Linked DNA regions of Mus musculus: region 2 is linked to region 1. Evidence: chromatin contacts called from public HiCAR-type data. All regions are on one chromosome and are shown on one strand. Each heading gives the region's core, a stretch centred on a gene start, on an enhancer-like site or on the middle of the called end of the contact. The rest is flanking DNA. Distances are from core to core; before and after follow the strand shown.

Evidence for each region. HiCAR-type assays count read pairs that join an accessible place to other places.
Region 2: a contact with region 1 is called in a HiCAR-type map of astrocytes, with 5 times the contacts expected there. The contact joins the promoter of Fat3 here to the promoter of Smco4 in region 1. A contact is called at or near these places in 2 of 39 promoter capture datasets (cranial neural crest and second pharyngeal arch cranial neural crest), 1 of 484 Hi-C or Micro-C datasets (embryonic stem cells) and 2 of 115 datasets of contacts at active chromatin or transcription factors (astrocytes and embryonic forebrain).

Annotation. Positions count from the first base shown.
Region 1 is chr9:15,491,894-15,497,324 of GRCm38.p6, forward strand. It overlaps Smco4 (single-pass membrane protein with coiled-coil domains 4), which reads left to right and starts at 1,539. Exons shown (of 3, transcript NM_001359604.1): 1 at 1,539-1,736.
Region 2 is chr9:16,499,927-16,505,665 of GRCm38.p6, forward strand. Fat3 (FAT atypical cadherin 3) reads right to left here and starts at 2,128. Exons shown (of 26, transcript NM_001080814.2): 1 at 1,947-2,128.

The DNA.
Region 1 (5,431 bases), core at 289-2,788:
GCTCTGGAGACAACCAGGTCAACAGTCTCAGCTCTTAACAAATCAGTGTGTTACCAGGACTCAGGGGAGGAGGGACTGAGACAGCTGTTTCCAAGGTTGACCTTGCTGGTCAGTGACTGAGCCACCACCTGTGGTGTTAAGGTTGTCCCCAGTGGGGGGAAAATAGCCTTCCTAGGAGCTGGAGAGAGCACAGAAGAACACTTGCTACTCCCCCAGGGGGCTTGAGTTTCACTCCCAGCACCCACAAGTGGCTCACAACCTCCTATAACTGCAATTCCAGGGGATCCAATGCCTCAAACAAAATTAACCTTAAAAAATAGCCTTTATTTCTTTCTGTGCGTATCCTCAAGTGCCTGAAGATGTGGAAATCAACTGTCTCTCCTCCATGGTTTGCTGTCTTGTTTTCTTGAGACAGGGTTTCCCACGGAACCTAGACCTCAGCCTTTGGCTAGGCTGGCTGGCCAGGGATCTGAATGTCTCCCCTAGGATTACACACACACACACACACACACACACACACACACACACACACACACACACACTCTCTCTCTCTCTCTCTCTCTCCCTCTCTCTCTCTCTCTCTCTCGATGTTATACCTAGGTTTTATGGGGGTGCAGGGATCTGAACTTAGGTGCTAACGCTTGGGTGGTAGGTACTTTACTGAGTCATCTCGTTAGATCCCCAGTAGTCTTCTTACATGTGTATTTTCGCCCTGCACTGGAAGAGTAACAATACGAATGAGTACCAGGCAGGGCTATGCTAAGCGCTGTATATGATCTCTGTATATCTTCAAATATAACACCGGCAAGTAGGTTTTTATGACTATACCAGGAAGAAGGTTTTATGACTCTTACGGATGAGTTCATTTTTGGCAAAAGGAGATTAGCTTTCCTAAGACGTCTCAACTTTTAAGAGGTTGATTTAAAACCCAAATGTGTTTGGCTAAAAGTCCTTAATAACATTTAGCTTAGGGCCTTATGGGGCTTTAATACTGATAAGGGACAAGGAGTCCCATTTTATTTATAACAAGCTGAACATTATAAATAAACAAACCCAGGTCAGAACATTCCCTTAGGGGAGGAGATCTGTGATTGTATTTTGTTTCCTCATAAACCCCAGGCACAGGTCACAGAACAAACTACCGCCATTGGACACTAACCTGTTCTCTAACCTGCGCCAGGTATGGATGTACTTAAGGGCTACCTGAACACAGTTCTTCAAGGGTGACCTCGTGGGGAAGCCAGTGCTTCTGGTCACAGTCCGCTTGACAGGGCGGGACCGCCATGTAGAACCTGATACCCATTTTCAAGAACAGGGACCCTAAACCTCCCCTTCTCCCCTCAACAATGGCGGAGGCGCATCTGAGTGCACCTGGCCTGTTAGCAGTGGAGCACGCAAGAAAGCACTTCGCTTTTGCAACCCAGACCGCCACCTGCCATTTACGGGTTCCCTGACACAGGGTGCTTCAGGCCTGGCTGCCTTCTGGGCGTGACCGCACGCGTGCGTCTCCTCCTCCGGCGGGCTAGGCGGCCTGGCCTGCCGGGCGTCCGCAGGGTGCAGGGTGCCGCGTGGCCCGGCCCCGCGTTAGGGTTAGGGAGCAGGATTCGGCTTCCCGGCGGCAGAGGGCGCCTGGAGCCGCGGTCCCGCGCCCCGGAGCCGCCCGCGAGGCGCGAGCAGAGGCGAGGCGGGCGAGCGGCGGCCCCTGCCACGTACCCGGCCGTGCGCGGCGGCGGCAGGTGGGCGCGGGGGCTGCGGGGACCGCGCGGCTCCGAGCGGGGCCTCCGCGTGCTGGTGCTGGGGGCAGGGGCGCCGCGGGTGGAGCGCGCTGGCGGGCGGGACGGCTCTGCGCTCACCGCTGCGCCTTCCGGGCCGGGCCGGGAAAAGTTGGGGCGGCGCGCTGGCCTCGGGGGCCGGGCGGGAAGTGCGGCGCGGGCGGCCGAGGCCCCGCGTGGGAAGGCGGCCCCGCGCGGACACGCGGGGACACGCGCGGCCCGCAGAGGGGCGCGCGTTTGCAGGTGGCGGCGGGTGGCGGAGAACCCAGCGGGGCGGCGGGGACGGGCTGGCCTCTTCCCCGCTGCGGCCCAGGGGCCCGGCCGAGAGTTGGGGGCCCCTCGTGGCGTTCGGGGTCCCCGTGGGGAAGGAGCTGAGCGTGGTTTGCTGCGTCGCGGGCTCCAGGACCACCCCTCCCGGTGCCTCCTCCACCTCACACTGCGGTGCGTTTGTCCTGGGGAAGTTGAGCGGGCCGCGGAGTGGACGGTATGTGCAGGGTGTTTGAAGAGAGTGGGATGGGACCGCATGAAGCACGCACACCCACCCAACCTCTCATTCCCGGCTCAGTGCGAAACTCCCGGCCCCCTAGCGTTTAAGAGATTCTCCGGGCTGGGCCAGCAGCTTCTCAAAGCTGCACAGCACATCTAGGCATAGTGTGTGGCTAGGAGACATGGCCTCTGATTTTCTGTCTGTCGCTGGCCACTTCCCAAACAAGGTTTCAACAGATGCCCGTGCGTTATTAGAACAACCTATGTGGTGCCCCTTGATGAACTTGATGGCCCGTCCCCAATACGCTTAGTATTCAAATCACCTCCATGCCTCCTTGAGTGCAGTGGAGCATAGCTGTGGGCCCAGGCCATGGGCCTCTTGAGTCGTTGCGAGAGTCTAGATGTGTCAGCAGGACATGACCTTGGGTGAGCCCTATGGACCTCAGTGTTCTAATCTGTGCAATAGGAGAAAAAAGCCAGATAATTTACAGAAGGCAGGAGGAGGTTTCCGAGGATAGCCTGAAGTGTAGCCTTGTCTGACGTGCAGTCTCTCATGTGTACAAATGTTTCTACTTGCCCCCAGAAAGAAATTAGGATAGCTTTGAAGAAAACAGGAGCTAAAAAGATTGAACACACAAAGCAAGAAAGTCGTAACTGGTACTAGGTGTACGTTGGAGTGCTGTACTCACGAAGGTAGTGGGTATTATGGGCTACTGGTCTTTGCTATAAAGTCGCTTCTAGAGCTGAGACCATACTGAACATGCCATCCATGGGCATGAATTGCTTCTTATTGTAGCGTTCAAGCCTGGGGTGGTCGCTCAGCTGGCTTGATGGGGCCCTTCCTGAGGGGCATGTCCACATCTCAGTATCCTGTGTAACGGCATCCTTGCTACCTCTTCTGGTCCAGCTATATGTAGTGGGCTGGCTTCCCAATTGCATGTGATGTTTCAAGCTGATTTCTTCCACATTCAAATAGTAAATATGTATGCATGAGGTACGCTTGGGTGCAGCCCACTACAAATAGTTTACATAATAGTGTATGCTTATTCCAGTAAGATGTAGTACTCTATCTTATTCCTCCGTTTCTTCTGGGGCAGCCTCTCACCCGGACTGGGGAAAGTTTTTTGGTCCTGAGGGCAATCGCAGTAATTGGGCTAAGCAGCTCATTAATGATCAAGCTTTAGTTTGTAAGGTGAGGGGGGATTTTCTCTCTCTCTCTCTCTCTCTCTCTCTCTTTCTTAGATTTATTTATTTATTTATTATATGTAAGTACACTGTTGCTATCTTCAGACACACCAGAAGAGGGCATCAGATCACATCACAGATGGTTGTGAGCCACCATGTGGTTGCTGGGATTTGAACTCAGGACCTCTGGAAGAGCAGTCAGTGCTCTTAACCATTGAGCTCTCTCTCCAACCCGAGGGGTGATTTTCTTGCTTTATCATAACTGAATGTTTTTCCCCTGCCCATTTCCATTTTCAGCTTTCAGAACCTACATCAGCTTTGATTTGACCATGTCATTCTCAGTAATCCTTGAAACAATTTTGTTAGTTCCTTGGAAGTGGCAGTAGATGACTATCTCTTCAGTTTAAGATGGTGGTGAAATGATACCTTAAAAACACAGGGCTTCACTAATTCCGTTCAGTCCTTAAAATATCCGTGATGTGTATATGCATGAATGTGACTATACAGAGACGGCTAGATTAGCAAGAACCATGTTTTCAGGACAGTTTCCACTTGAGCCTCTGATGCTCTTTAGGCTGTGTGAAGAAGAGTGGGCTTCAGTTTGCTGGCTTCCGAGGAAGCAAAGCCAAGAGGCACAGTTCTGTGTCACAGCAGTATCTCTGCACTCAGAGAGCCGATCGCAGTGATGGGAAAGGAATTCCTGTTAGTGTACAAGGTTATGACCTCTCACTGAGAACATGAAGACAGGCAACGTGCTCTCTGACCCAGGATGCTGGGCCCTAGGCACTGTAGGGCTCTCTGGACTCAGCCTAGGAAGCAATCCTGGAAGTTTAGCGGGCCTGGGTGTGAGCCCTTGGCTTCACCTCTGGCCCGGGGTCTGCTCCTCTAAAGCCTGAGGCCTGCTGCTTTCCCTTGCCTGTGAACTAAAGGCAGTGTGAAGGCGGCCCCTCCTCTCTCTCCTTGCTCAGGCACTCCAGATAATGGGATTGATTAAGTCTTCCAGTAGGAATTGTCCTCAGGGGAGAAAGGCTTTTTAAAGTACATTTTTGTCCTTATGAATAATTCCTCCAGCTTTTGCCTCCCCACACCAAGCCCAGCACACACAGAACATTCCAGGGCCTTGGGCTGCGGATGGACTCAATAAGGAACTGAACAAAACCAGAAGCCAGAAAGGGCAGGTTGGAAGTTGGATGTGGTTATATCTGGTTTTCTTTTGCTTACTTTGTAGATTTTTCTCCATTTTTGCACAAGGAAAAGATATTGGAGTTTGGGGGTGGGGCTTCTGGATAAGGTGAGGAGGGAGGAGGCAGGGAGGTCACAGAAGAGGTGAATCCGGCTGGCCCTACAGGGGACTGTAGTTAAAGTGGAACTGAGGCAGATGCCAGTCCACTGTCTATCCAGTGCTGGAAGCGTTCTTGCTGGGCTTTCAAGTTTTGTGCTGTAGGCAGATTGTGACTTGCCTTAGTGGCAACATCAGTGAAATTCTGTCGTCAGTTGTGTGCAGAAAAGGAAATGAAATTCCAAGAGGGTGTTTGTTGTGACGGACGCCAGGATTTTTATTAGGATCTAGTCAGTCTATAAAAGTACCTCCCAGTTCCCCAAAGATATTTTAAAAGAAATAGTTTTTAAATCATGGAAATGGCTTCATTGTGAGTCTTTAAAATGTCACCCTCTTAAATTGTGGAAACAAATGAGGTTTAAAACATCCCAGGAATTTATATTTTGACCTGTTCCTTCACCGTTCTCACATTGTTTTAATGAGTTACTTTTGGTTTCCTTTACATTTTTATAGCCTAGTTTCTACACTTCAGAGCTCGTCTCTGCCTTCTGTTCTCTTGAGTTCATTCTTACTGGTTATGCAGAGCTGTTGAGGAACTAAGGAGCACAGTATACAGAACCAGGCTGGGGACAGCCTTAAGGTGCTCACTCCTGGGGAACTAGACGGTCATGACAGGCCGTGGCCCTGACAGCAGTCCTGATGGCACGTG
Region 2 (5,739 bases), core at 878-3,377, 1.0 Mb after region 1:
CCCCCCATTGCCCAAACTCGCTTTTGAAAATGCAAGCGTGGGGCCAGAAAATGAATGTGTCGATGGAAGGAGGATAAAAGGCTGGTACGCGAGTGTACACGAGTGCTATGGGCTTTGCAGTTTTCTTTTATATACCTTTTAAACATCAAGGCCTAAAAGCTAGGAAAGCACTCCGGAGAGCCGTTCCGGAGCCGACCCCGGTGGGCTCACAGCTCCCGCCCCGCGCCCTCCCCCATCTGGCTGAGCGGGTGCTTGGCGCGGTTTGTCTGACACTTGTAAATGGAAGTGGGATCCAACTTGGAAGTAAACGCGCCAAAGTCTGGGGGCGGGGAAGAGGCGAAGGCAGAGAAAGGATTCTCCCACCCTCAGCCTAGCCCAGTGTCCCTCACTCCAGCCTCTGTGCCTAGGATTCTGGAATACCCCCACCAAGATCCAGGACCCGAGAGCAAGCGGCGGCGAAGTGGGTCTCCTTCAGGGAGACTAGAGCCATTGGCTGCCCTCGGTTCCACATTCCATAGCTTCTTGCTTCTGGGAGACTCCCAGCCACCTCCGCATCTTCACTGCCTGTGTAGTCTACCTTCACGTTCATTTATGGGTACTCTCATTGCCGAGCTTGCTCGTTATTGTACCTCAAGGTGGGTGCTATCACCAGCATGCACATCTAGGAGCGCCCCCTTTCCTCTGGTAGCAAGAGCCAAGAGCTGTGCCTTTAGAGCGTCCGGCAACACCCGGCCCTCTGCATCTCACCCTCTCTCCGAGCGCACCACAGCTCCCAAGAGCCGGGCAGAGGACAGCAACAAAAGTTGCTTTCCGCAAAGTCTAATCTTGGACAATGTTTAAACACTTCCGAAAACACACGAGACAAGAGTCTGCTGGGGGAGAAACAGTGACCGCATTATACTGCCAAAAAGACCCGGGCTCGCCACCTTTCTCCAGCCCGGCCCGATGCATTTTAGCTCAGCGACCCCAGCTGGTCAAGTCCTCTCGCTCACCAAGCGCCACGCGAAATCTGTCCAGTCCACCTCTGTCACCCCCAGCCAGCTCCCTAAGATCCCCAACTGCACTCCGGTGAGCCAATGGTTTCTTTTCCACACCTTCCGGAAAGAACTCGGGGCGGCGAACAGTGCGCCCTCAACGTGCCCACGAGGAGCCGCAAGGGCTGTTCGGCATCCCTGGGATGATCAGACTACCGCTATTCTCTTTTCAAATAGCACGGTCAGTTCTGACGCCCGCCAAAAATCATGCGTTCTCCCAAAGCAGTCGGGTCCATCTCCCGTCAAAACAACAGAAATCCTTTCCTGGCTTCTCGGCTAAACTGTCGCACCAGTTCAAAGTCGGCTGTCATTTAGAACCTTTCACAACCCAAGACTCAGACATAGTATGCAGGGGCAGGCGAACATTCTAGGCTACCCTTCCTGCACCGTGGAAGTGGAGGCTGGGCTCTTTGCTCCGCTCATAGCCTCCTCTAGCATGCACCCAACTTGCGCCTCTGGGTCCTGCAAGTGCATCCATCGGCATCTGCCCCTCTTCCTACTGAGTGCTGCAAGCGCCAGCTACCCAGCGGAATCGCCGCCTGATATCATCCACCTGCAGCCAACGGCCAAAGCTCAGTGAGGACCCAGAGCTGCATGTACAGACCCGAAAGATCGCCCTCCTCTTATTGCTAGCCCTAAACTTAACCAACTCCGGTGCCATTTCCTGGCTCCTGCCGCAGGGCTGTCTCCCTGGGTTCCAGCTGGTAGCGGTAATGACCACAGCTCCAGGCAGCGCCCAGGCAGGAACTTTACAAGGTGAAAAGTTTCCCCCCACTCTCTCTGAGAGCTTTAGCTTTCCGGAGCACCCATCACAGCCTCTCTGTAACCAGGTTGCTGAGGCTGTTCTGAGAAAGGTGCACCCCAGCCAGTGCACCATGCACCCAAATAAGCATGCTAAAAATCCTCACGCACCCTTGCCTTGGTCAGCGATGCGCCCCTGCACCCGACGAGTCCTCCGTGGTCTTCCTTTCAAGTCTAGGGGCGAGCTGGCCACCCCGCCGCCTCCGCCGCAGTGCTCGCCGCGTGCTCCCGGCTGAGGCTAGGGCGGCGAGCGGAGGCGCTAGGCGCTCAGGACGCCGCCACTGCTGCGGGTTGGCGGCGGAGGAGGGGAGTCGGAGGAGGATGGCGGCGGGAGGGGTGGGGAACCCGGGAGCGAGGTCCCAACGCGCAGCCCAGATCACAGCGCAGCCTGCCGGGGGGAGCGGTTCTCGCGTCTGCTCTAGTCAGCTTGCACCGCTACTGCTGGCGGTGGAGAGGTACCGGGTTCTTCTTCGCGGCGGCCGCCGCCGCACTGCCAAACCCCTAGCTTCGCTGTATTCTCCTCCCTCCCGCAGAGCCGCGTCCTCCGGGGGATGGGGGTGGGGGATGACCAGAGATCTCCGAGCGCCACACGAAGAGAAGGGGAGGGAAAGGGGGGCAGGGAGACCCGGCGGTCAGCAGGAGGACGCTAAGGGCGCCTCGCCTGGAAGCTGGACTAATTTTAGAGCCTAGGCATCCTCCACTTCTAGCGTGGCTGGAAGAACGCACCAAAGTCAGACTGACGTTTTCAGAGAGCGCGCACACACCACACTCAATCGTCTCTGCTCTGCTCTGCTCTGCTCTGCTCTGCTCTGCTCTGCTCTGCTCTGCTCTGCTCTGCTCTGCTCTTCAGCCTGCTGCCTAGAATACACTAGACTTCTCTGGACCAGATGAGGAAACCGAGGCACAATGAGACCAACATGGTTTTACCCAAGCTCCTCAGGCTACTTTGAAGCACAGTGGGCACGGCTATCAAACGCTGTACCTCCTGCTGCCCACCCGGGACTCGCATTTCTTTCCCACGCATTTTCAGATCACTGGGATCACCTTTGTGTGGGAGAGAATCAGACTAAAAAGTAACATGACTCATCACCCCCACCCAGTCTGAAACACGGTGGGATGTGAAGACATTCAGAACAGGAATGAGTGAACAGTCTCAGGGGAGCCAGGTGATTAGCAATACCAACCGGTGTGCCCTCTAGGTCCTTTTACTTCTGGATCATCCTCACAAGTCTGAGGATTCATGGCACCCCACCCCACCCCACCCCACCCACACTGCTTCAGTAGAGCTACACTTCAGCCTATGTTCCTTGCCTGTGAGCTCTGAAACATTCCTAACTAACGGCCAGCCCCGGTAAACCTGGGCCAGCGCCAGCCTCCACCCAACCCCCACTGCTGCACAGCAAATCACGTCTGTCTAAAGCAGGCTTTCACCCCAGGGGGTTCCTAGGGTGCCCACTCCCAGGCAGCTTCTCTGGAACTCTGGGACCGAGCAGTAACTCCAAGAGAGATGCTTCCGCAGACATGCTGTAGAGATAAATTTGCTCCTTTTCTTGATTCCTGAATTTCCCTTCCAGGAGCAGAGTCTGTCTCTCCTTAAAGTCTCTGTGCTCAGTCACACCCTTTGAAGAGTTACTAGAATTTGCCTTTTTGGTCTTCCTCTCCCAAGCCTGGGGCCTTAAGGATCTGAAAAGCCCTCCACTTTCAGTAGGTGGGCGGTTCCCCCTTGAAAGCCTTCTGCAGCCTCTGCACTGCCTTGACTGCCCCATAAAGCACTCTGCATGCTCCGCTTGCTTGCCTTGAGCATTTAATGGAAATACTAAGGAATACTGACAGCTAGCCATACATCAACTAATTCCAGGACAGAAGCATGATGCTGTCCAGGGCTTCACAGTCAGAAAGGCCAGAAGAAAAGTTACCTGCTCTCCAATTATGTCCTTTGCATAATTCTATTCTGATTTTATTTTTATTCAAACACTTTCTTAGGGCATTAAAAATTTATTGCCATATAAATATGCTCCTGGTATGGTGTATTCCTTGTGACTGACCCAAGGTTGTTAGTATTGCATCAAAGATTTTAGTGATTCAAGCATTTTACATTCTAGTGCTTCTGTGGGAAGACTGGGAGAGTCAGCTGCTGGCTGGATGGCTCCTGGGATGCACAGGGAGTTGGTGTTGGCAGCAGGACAGGCCATCTTCCACCTCCTTCCTGGGAAGCTGGCCAGGTAACTGAAGATGCAAGGATGTGGTGGGAGTCCAACCCCTCCAAAGACTTTCTTAGGCCTCAGAGGCACTTCACGCCTAAGTGCAGAAATCTGTCTAACTCTCTACCTCCTGCCTTCAGGCAGAGTGTAGGTAGTAAAGTAAACAGTCTCTACTCCCAGGGCAGAAACGGGCCATGGCAACCTAGGGGAAAATGACTCTGCAATATTGCCGAATGGTTTATTCAGTGGGACACCCTTTGGTATAATACTTGTTGATATCAGAAAAACATCTATTTCTTTATAACATAATCTACTACGAACCTGTGATATTGTGGTCACATTGTTGACAAAGCTATGAACTTAATGAATGAACCAAAAAGATTTATAATTCTTAAATTTTCACCCACGGTACCCTGTACAAATCCCAGTGTAGTGGATAAATATATTAAATAGTCAAAAATTAGACAAGGGAAGAAAGCATGAAAAGTCTCTATAAGACTTGCTAACAACATAGAAGAGAGCACTAACTGAAAAGCCAGAAATATATACTCATGTCACCTGCTTTATCATACTTCTGAGGTCCCACTCCACCTCCTCTGGGCCTTATCTCTTCCTTTAGACTACTGAACAACTTGCTCAACTGGATTCTTGCAAGCTATACTAATAGTACTGAGCCCTGATCCACTCTTGTAGCTCACTCCTCACCAAGGGTCTATTGAGGTGTCCATATACGTGGAAACCTAGATATGTAGGAGTTTAGACACTGAGAAATCTTCAGTGAACAAGACTTGGGAGTGTTTAGCGATATGCATGACTCTGCCACAGACGGGGGAGGCAGATAATGTTCCACATGGCTTCTGGGTTGGTCTTGCTGCAAGAAGCAGTCATCAGCTTGGCTGTACAAACTTGCCTTTCAGTTGTTCCTGGCTCTCTGACCTCCATGTGCTCCTGGGATCACACTTACACTCCAAAAATATTCCAATGAAAAGGCTTTAAAATTAAGTAGGCTTAGGTATTTTTTTTTCTTCTTCAAAACCTACTTTATTTAGGGTTCTTGAACACATCATCTTCTTTTCTAACCCACTGATCAGAGGGAGGCGGAAAAGGTTAATATGAAAGGCTTTTGTGAACCTGTTTAGAAGTAGTTTCTTGGTGCAATTCCAGCCTTTGTTGTCAGGATACCAGCAATCCAGTTCAATAGCAAACACCAAACAGTAAACCCAAATCAGTAGTGGTGGCATAGTCAGCAAATAAGTAAATAGATAGGCAGATAGATAGATAGATAGATAGATAGATAGATAGATGATAGATAGATAGATAAATAGGTAGATAGAGTAAATAAATAAAAGCACAAGTCAGAAGAAGCAGCCAGAACCCGTCACAATACCATGAGAAGTTCTTTGGTTCCTTTCTATCTACAAAGTGAAGACCAACAAACACCAACTAAGACTAGCAAAGACCAATGAAGTCCAGGAAAACATTACACAGCACAGCAATGCAAGTGGATCCTGTGGCCGTACGTGGAATTCTATGTATTCTTTCTAAACATCACATGTCCTCTCAAATGCCTGTTTTCAGTAAAATATTACATGATTTTTTACAAAACAATTTCTAGAAAAACATCATATAATATAACTGAGTTGCTAAGAAAGCAGAAATTTCTACTTCAGATTTATTTTTATTTATATGTACGTGTACATATT